Linked DNA regions of Mus musculus: regions 2 and 3 are each linked to region 1. A link is a contact called in public HiChIP or PLAC-seq and promoter capture Hi-C data. All regions are on one chromosome and are shown on one strand. The core of a region is the stretch at or near the end of the contact, and the rest is flanking DNA. Distances in the headings are between cores, read along the strand shown. Region 1 holds the start of Aadat (aminoadipate aminotransferase). Region 2 holds the start of 4930512H18Rik (a long non-coding RNA gene). Region 3 overlaps Palld (palladin, cytoskeletal associated protein).

Evidence for each region. Promoter capture Hi-C pulls out the DNA fragments that hold promoters and counts their contacts. HiChIP or PLAC-seq counts read pairs in DNA pulled down with a chosen protein or histone mark.
Region 2: a contact with region 1 is called in a promoter capture Hi-C map of hippocampal neurons, with 6 times the contacts expected there. The contact joins the promoter of 4930512H18Rik here to the promoter of Aadat in region 1. A contact is called at or near these places in 4 of 39 promoter capture datasets (the HPC-7 cell line, embryonic stem cells, hippocampal neurons and 1 more).
Region 3: an H3K27ac HiChIP or PLAC-seq map of embryonic stem cells shows a contact between it and region 1, with 5 times the contacts expected there. The contact joins the enhancer-like site here to the promoter of Aadat in region 1. A contact is called at or near these places in 8 of 39 promoter capture datasets (the C10 cell line, cranial neural crest, frontonasal cranial neural crest and 5 more), 1 of 15 datasets of contacts at CTCF or cohesin (embryonic stem cells), 4 of 484 Hi-C or Micro-C datasets (the C2C12 cell line, the G1E-ER4 cell line, the N1E-115 cell line and 1 more), 3 of 115 datasets of contacts at active chromatin or transcription factors (embryonic stem cells and stem cell-derived neural progenitor cells) and 1 of 9 other capture datasets (adipose tissue).

Annotation. Positions count from the first base shown.
Region 1 is chr8:60,504,858-60,507,389 of GRCm38.p6, forward strand. Aadat (aminoadipate aminotransferase) reads left to right here and starts at 1,267. Exons shown (of 13, transcript NM_011834.2): 1 at 1,267-1,422; 2 at 2,232-2,400. The coding sequence starts at 1,356.
Region 2 is chr8:61,909,542-61,912,073 of GRCm38.p6, forward strand. It overlaps 4930512H18Rik (a long non-coding RNA gene), which reads left to right and starts at 1,264. Exons shown (of 3, transcript XR_870457.3): 1 at 1,264-1,408.
Region 3 is chr8:61,531,754-61,534,285 of GRCm38.p6, forward strand. Palld (palladin, cytoskeletal associated protein) reads right to left here. Exons shown (of 22, transcript NM_001293772.2): 15 at 1,601-1,822; 16 at 159-308. Among named protein-coding and RNA genes, the nearest start is that of Cbr4, 45 kb to the left of the region's middle. Within about 2 kb of position 1,273, at least 10 of the 459 cell types and tissues checked have an H3K27ac peak or open chromatin away from gene starts, as enhancers often do. A contact at or near this core is called in the N1E-115 cell line and embryonic stem cells, where this site is marked.

The sequences.
Region 1 (2,532 bases), core at 17-2,516:
TTTTTTTTTTTTAAAGAATCTTTATTTCATGATTTGATGGTCTTAGAGTCTATGCCTCGTGCTCTGTCTTCAGAGTGTACGAGTGCAGGAAGAGGCTGGCCTCCAACACTGAGAAGTCAGGCTATCTGTGGCACGTATTATTTTTAGAGTCAGAATGGTTATAACTCCAAAGCCCCTCTTGCCAGCCCGAGGACCATCCTCTTGGATGCAAAGTCCTTGCCTGACACAGCTAGTTTAAGCTACAGTGGTCAAATAAAGCTGACACCTCAAACGTCATGAGATGTCCTGTTCCCAGGGACAAGCTTGAACCCTGAGTTTTCAGCTGTTCTTTATTAATTTTGGAATTCACTCACTATATGGCCCAGGCACCTCAGCTTCCAAAAGTACTCCTTGAGCGATTCATTCACCGCTCCCTCCTTTAAATAACTGTGAACTTAAGACAGTTTCTCTTTGTATGGTCATCAACCAGGTAATTTCATACTCGATAATCGCTTTATCTTCACCATACCCAACACACTTTCAACCGAGCACTTACACAGTGGAAGCTTTGGAACTCAGTGGGAGAAGAGGCTGAGAATCGAGGAGACTGCAGATTTAGTCTTCAAATTTGGGGTTGGGAGTAACTATCCCCACTTACTCTACCGGGCTTCTACTTTGTAAAGTTACCTGAATTCATCTGGGTCCCCTTGAAGATTTGGGGGGTGGGGGTGAGAGAGGGAAGGGAAAGAGAGACAGAAAGGGACAGAGAGATAGAGAGAGACAGGGAGAGACAGAGAGACAGACACCTTGATACTGAGAAACAAGGCTAAGCACCTATTATAATGCCTGCTGCAATGGAATAAAACTACCACCAGAGGGTACTAAAGGACCAGGATCCTGAGATACCATCAGCTTCCAGAGGCTCATTTCAAAGATCTGAAGGGGAGGGTTTGGGGGGCTGGCCAATAGCAAAGCTGTGCTGCGAGGCTCTGAGCAGTTGCGAGACTCTGAGCAGCAAGGTCAAGAATCCACGCTGCGTTTATGTGAATTCGGGCACCGATCCCTGTTGTTATCGTGCATCACAGCAGGGCCTAGCGGTTTTCGTCTCTCCAAGCCCATCCCTGACCAGTGACTTGGGCTGCCTGTGGTCAGCTGCCATAGGCCGGCCGGCGGGGCGGGAGAGGGCACCCGGGTCAGCCACTGCCCCTCTGTGGATGGACTTTGTCCCTTCTGCCTCCTGACCCGGGTCTATTTAGATCTCAGACACCTACCGCAGCCGGTAGGCAGGCAGATTGGGTGGCACTACACAGGGACAGCTAACAGTGCATCCCGAGTGACTGGCTTTCTGAATCCTGCTCCACGCGACCAGCAGAGACATGAATTACTCACGGTTCCTCACTGCAACGAGCCTGGCCAGAAAGCCATCTCCCATCAGAACTACAGGTGAAAAACAAAGCCAGAGCCCTCCCTGCTCTGCAAGAGTGGAGTTTTCTTAGCGGAAGCTCTGCATGGTGCCCTGTTTTGGCGCTCACCGCTAGGGTTTGTGCCCATTCATTCAAGTGTGAAGACAACCTGTGAGCATTAGTGAAGGAGGAGTTATTTAACTTTTGTTCACTAAGAGCTTGGCTTGGAAGGCAAGGCAAGGCAGTGAGTATTTTTGCTGAGGTGTTGGAGATGAGCCAAAGGGCCAAGCATGAGGCACATCTTTCAAGCCAGCTGTAGAGAAAGGCTCTTAAAGGACTGGGGAATGGGACCCAGAGGTGGAGTTGGGACACACACAGGTATTGGGCAACAGGGAAAAAGGCCTTCTGCTGCTGGGGCCCTCTCCATTTTTCTTCGCCATCTGCATTCTTGGATTCCTCCCCCAGTGAGAAAGTCTAGAAAAATTTACTTTGTATTTATTTCAGACTAGCATTCAGTCTTAGCCCAGTATGCTGCTTTGTCAGACTAGAGGAGAGGAGTGGTAATTTAATAAACAGCAAGAATGTTCTGTCGGCTCTGGAGACTGCCATGCCCAACATCAGGTACCCAGTGAGGACAAATCCAAATAAATGATGCTTCTCGCTGCAGCTCGGTCTCTTCTGTAAGAACACTAATTCCATTTCTGACGGCAGAGTTTTTAATGATCTAATCCCATCTTTAATATAGCATATCAAGTACTAGAGTCGAGTATAGGACTTGGTCAGGGACATTAATGTTCAGACCACAGGACGGTGGACACATTTTTTTTCTTCTTTTTGTGTTTATCATAGCGGACATACTGAGCAAAGCACCAAAAACCCTCATCTCCCTGGCTCCTGGATCTCCAAACCCGAGCATGTTCCCCTTTAAGTCAGCTGCCTTCACTGTGGAAAACGGAAGCACCATCCGGTTTGAAGACGACTTGATCAAAAGGGCCCTCCAATACTCTCCAAGCTATGGGTAAGTAAGTGACCAATAGACGGTAGAATTCTATTGGTTCATTTTTAAATGCCATTGATGATGTGACTGAGATCTTTTGTTAATGGGGTGTACAATGACTGGGGAAGTTGGGAGAAGACTTTAAAATATTAA
Region 2 (2,532 bases), core at 14-2,513, 1.4 Mb after region 1:
TCTTGTGTATGTCTAGGATCTGCACTCCCAAGTGAGGAATGGGGATGTGAGTGAGTCTCTCTCTCCCTCTCTCTCTCTCTCTCTCTCTCTCTCTCTCTCTCTCTCTCTCTCTGTGTGTGTGTGTGTGTGTGTGTGTGTGTGTGTATGTGAACTGGTGCTTGTAAGTCACATTTTGGGATTGTTGAAGTGCGTCCTTGGGCAGAGACCTACAGTGAAGCTGTCTATCTTTTGGTCAGACTAAGAAAGTAGAGAAAGCAGCACATTCCACCCGGTGGGGTTAGAAGACCTCTTGTATGTGATACAGATCTTCAGGGGTTCAAGTATATGTCTTGCAATTCTGCTGCGTTACTATTTTAGTCTAAGCCAGCTAGCTGACTTCCAGCTCTGAAATCTCCATTTCCTCTTCCAACCCTGGTTGCATACTTACAGAGAAGTCTTCCTGTGGATTGCTTTCTGCCTTTGAACAATACACTGGATCTCTCATTAATTGTCCTTCAGTGCACTTGTTATCTGGATTGAAGTCTCTCCCCTTCTCTCTACTGCAATCTCCTTTCCTGCCCTTGTAAGGGCAGAGATCTGATAGGCAACCTACAGGCACAATCCCTTTTAAGGCAGTTTATGGTTTATCTGGAAATATTCTTTAAAGATTTGTGACATCTGATTTTATTTGTTCTAGTTGGTGCTTTGAGATATTTGTTATTCCCGATGATTTACACTTTTATGTTTTTAAAGTAAAGTTTAAAAATTATTTTAAATTATGTGTATGTCTTTGTGTGTGTGTGTCTCTCTCTCTCTCTCTCTGTGTGGGGTCTGTTCATTTAAGTGCAGGTATCTGTGGAGGCTAGGGGCACTGTATCCTCCTGGAGCTGGCAATACAGCTGGTTGTGAACCACCTGATGTTGGTACTGGGAGCAGAATCCCAGTCCTCTGGAAGAGTAGCAAGTTTTCTCAACTGCTGTGTAAACTTCCAGCCCTTACATTTTTGTTTTTATTCTTAATTCCCAAGATTGTATATCACTATAATCTGCCAAATTGGTGTGTATGGTGTAGACTGAGAAGGTGAACCTGCTAGTAAAGGTGTGCTCACTCCACTTTTCAAAGCCAAGTATGTTCATCTCAAAGTATCCTCCAGGGACCCCTTGTCTGTGGTCGAGCTAGTCCCTCTAATTCTGGGATAGGGAGGGAAAAAAAGTCTAACCAATAAAAATGTTGTGCCTTTAGGAGATCTAGAAAGTAAACTGTTTCTAACTCATGTTAAAATTGTTTGTTGCATGAAATTACAGAACCAGCAAGGAATGGAGAGATGACTCAGCAGTTAGGAGCATTTGCTGGACCTGCAGAGGACCCAGTTTCATTCCTGCCATCAATACCAAAACGCTCACAAACAACTTTAACTCCATTTGCAAAGGTTCTGGCACCCACTTCTGACTTCTTTAGGCACTGCACACACACAGTGAATATACAGACAAACAAGCCTACACAAACATGGATAAAATTTAAAGATCTAAAAATCAAAAGGCTATCGCAGCATGTAGGAAAAACGGGAAGTTCAACTTAGGACATTTAGCCTTTGGAGGCTCAGCCATGGAGACAAAGTTCAACTGGGAACTCCGGCTATTATCTGCTACATGCTATGAGCAGCCAGTTAAAGGATATGAGCTCTATCTGTTGTTATTTGTTATTTTCATTTGGAAGATCACCGCAGTGGACACTCTGCCTGGAGACTCTTTCTGTTGGGACTGCCAGCTGTTTGCTTTATAGGGGATTCCCTAGTTCATTTGTGCTGGATGGTTTGTGTTCCTACTTTGATGATATTCTGCCATCTTTCTGCAACTTGCCGTTATCCTTTTACATTGGCTTGCTGTACAGTCACTATGCTGACTTACTCAAAGCTAGAAATGTGGCTACTGTAGAGTATCCTTTATACTGCACAGTCTTCCTTCCCCGGGCACACCAAACCTTGCTCTACTCCAGTGCTTTGCATATTTAGACTTTAGGATTTTGCAAGCCTGTTCTGTTCTTACCACATGGGTTTAATCTCTTTCTTGCGGGTACATTCTTTTCCGGTAAGAATCTTTGTAACACTTTTCCTAGTAGTATGTACATTATCTAAGTGCAGCAGTCTGCTCGTATCCTCATAATATGGTTATCACCAAGCATAACCCATAGCAGATACACAATAGCTGTTGAGTTTCCTGCTTTCTTCTCTTTCTTACTTAGCAGTCTTGCTGGATTTTTGAGAACTAACCCTATTTTTCTATCCTTTCTCTCTCTCGTTCTCTCTCTCTTTCTCTCCATCCATCCATCTATCTTTTATTTATTTATTTAGGGATAGGGTTTCACTATGTAGCCCTAAGTGGCCTGGAATCTCTATGTAGACTAAGCTGGCTTTTCACTCAGAACTGTGCATATCTCTGCCTCTCAAGCTATCCCACTTCCTAGTGGTATTTCACATGTCCTATTTATTTCATTACATTTTCACATTAATAAATGGCTTTGTGCTTTTTAATCCCTGGATTGCTGCAGACCTAA
Region 3 (2,532 bases), core at 23-2,522, 1.0 Mb after region 1:
TTTCTATCATCGAGAGAGAGGTGGATACAAGATGTGGAAAACAGTTTTATAGGTTAAAAAAAAAAGTACAACTTCGCCTTTTAATTAAGCAGTTCCTGTGCCTAATCAAAGGCTGGCAACCCCAATACCACCAGAGCCCAGCCTCCATCTGTTTTCACCTGAGGGTTGGCAGCCATGATGGTGTAGTTCCCATCGTCGTCTAGGGTAGAGGCCGTGGTGTGGAGAGAGCAGGTCCCATCAAGGTCTCTCTGAATGGTGTAGTGATCGCTCTTCGGAGAAATCTGCTTCCCATCTTTAAACCAATAGATCTGTGGAAGGAAACAAGGAGGCAGACTGAGAATGCGCTCTTCCCCGTCAGCTGCTATAACAGTGCCCAGTCTGCAGAGGGCACTGTGAAAACCCGGCAAACCAGCATCTTCGCAGGAGACTGAATTGTGAGCAACACAAGCAGGAACAGCAAAATTCAACTTCCTTTTAGTTTTTAAAAGTTGTGTGTGCTGCGTGCGTGTGTGCGTGCGTGTGTGCGCACTTGTAGAGGCTGGAACCAGGCACCGGGTCTCTTGGAGCTGGAGTTGGGCTGTGAGCCACGTGACGAGGGTGCAGTAAGTGCTGCTGGTTAGGATTCCCTTTCAAACCACATGGTTTCCCACTGTCATTTTCTTCTTGTAACCAAAAGCGGGGTCGGGGGAGCTGCCTGATTGTTGACAGAAGCCTACTTTAACCCCTTATGTTTTAAAATAATTTCTTCTTTAAAATAGATATACACGAAATTTGAGAACACAAACTGACATACTAATCCAACTCCAAAGCATTTGAATCTGAAAGGGCTAGGGCGAGGGTGCCTTCCATCTTTAGAACCCATGTGGCAGGAGAGAAGTGACTCCCATGGGTTGTCCTCTGACCTCCTTGTGTGCTCTGTCAAATGTCTCCCCAGAAAACGGAAAAGCTTTTTCTAAAGTTCCAAGTTTTATAAGGTAATGGGACAGGTGTAATATTAAAGGTGTCTAGCTAGGAGACAGAACCAGCTGGAGGGGGAAAGAACGCAGGGAAGGAATGAGCACGATAGAACTCGTTGCTGAGTGTGTTCACCTAAATATTAGTGAAAAACCTTCCGTCCATTTCCTCCCACTGGGAAAAGACTGGACACATTTAGTCCTGAATATTAGACTCTTACTGCCATAGTTTTTCTAACTCCCCCTTTTTCGCTTGAGGCAGGGTTTCACTATGAGCCCCTGGCTGGCTCAAAATTCACTATGTAGATGAGGCTGGCCTTGACCTCACAGAGATCTGTCTGCCTTTGCTCCCGAGTGCCGAGATTAAGGGTGTGAGCCACCGCACCTGGTTTTCTAACTCCATTTTTTTTTTTTAAAGTCAGATCCAAGATATGAAAACTGTGTTATGCAGTAATCACCAGAATTAGATTAACTTTTGGCTCTAAAATTAAATTATAAGGCATGATCTCTCCTAGTCATACATTTTTAGTGATTTGATTATTTCTGATGAAACAAAAGTGTAACTAGAGGATTTCTCCCTCCTCCATTGCTTTTTTTCCTTATATCAGTCCTTAAAAAGTGATTTATTTTTTCATTTTTTGGCTTACCTTTGGCTTTGGATTCCCAGCCACTCGACACGTGAAAGTCACCGGCATCCCCTCAAAGATCTTGTAGTGTTTCAGCTTCATCTCAAAGAAGGGAGCTGTTGCGTTCTCCACAGGCACATCTGGATCCTGCACCTCGTCTCCCGACTCATCCACAGGGGAGCGCTCCAGCCGGTACTCAATCTCGCTAATCAGCCTCTGCTCGCAGCTAGAGACTTTGTACTCCTGGGCCAGACACAGAGGTCCGAGTCAGCATCTCCTGAGACACACCTCCCTTGCTAACAAACCGCGGGAGGGTGGGGGGAGGGGAACGCAGGGAGGTGGGGGGAGGGGTGCAGTTTTTTTTTTTTTTTTTTTTTTTTTTTTCAGTGAATCATGATCCGGGCTCAATACAATTTCATAGGCTAGCAGAAAGCATCTGGAGTTGAGTTTGTGTGATATTTAAAATCATCTTAAAGTCCTATTCTCAAAATAAAACAAACAAACAAAAGCCACACAAATAAATAAGCAAGCAAACACCGACTACTTTTCTTGGAAGGGGTGGGGAGGAACAGTTGAAAATAAGAAGGGAAGGCTATCTACTCTACACTCCTAGGAAGCAGACACTGTGGGTAAAAACCATGTGGGTGCTACGTCCCTCCAGAAGGCTATCTGTGCACGGGCGAGCAACTTCAGTGGTGCACAGAATTTTCTCAAATGAAGAAGGGGGAAGTCAGCACCACGTTTTTCTCCATTTACTTTACACAATACACATATAGCATACGGGCTCCCCCCTTGATCGGCAGCCCATCTCTTAAGCAAAAGCAAGATTGCTAGCACATTTCACTCACACACAGAAGCAACAGCAAGGCTCTAACATTACATGTCAGTGTTTAGGGCGGAGCCTGAAGCTTCCTGCCTGCAAATTATCATGAGCACAAGATATTCCCAGGCAT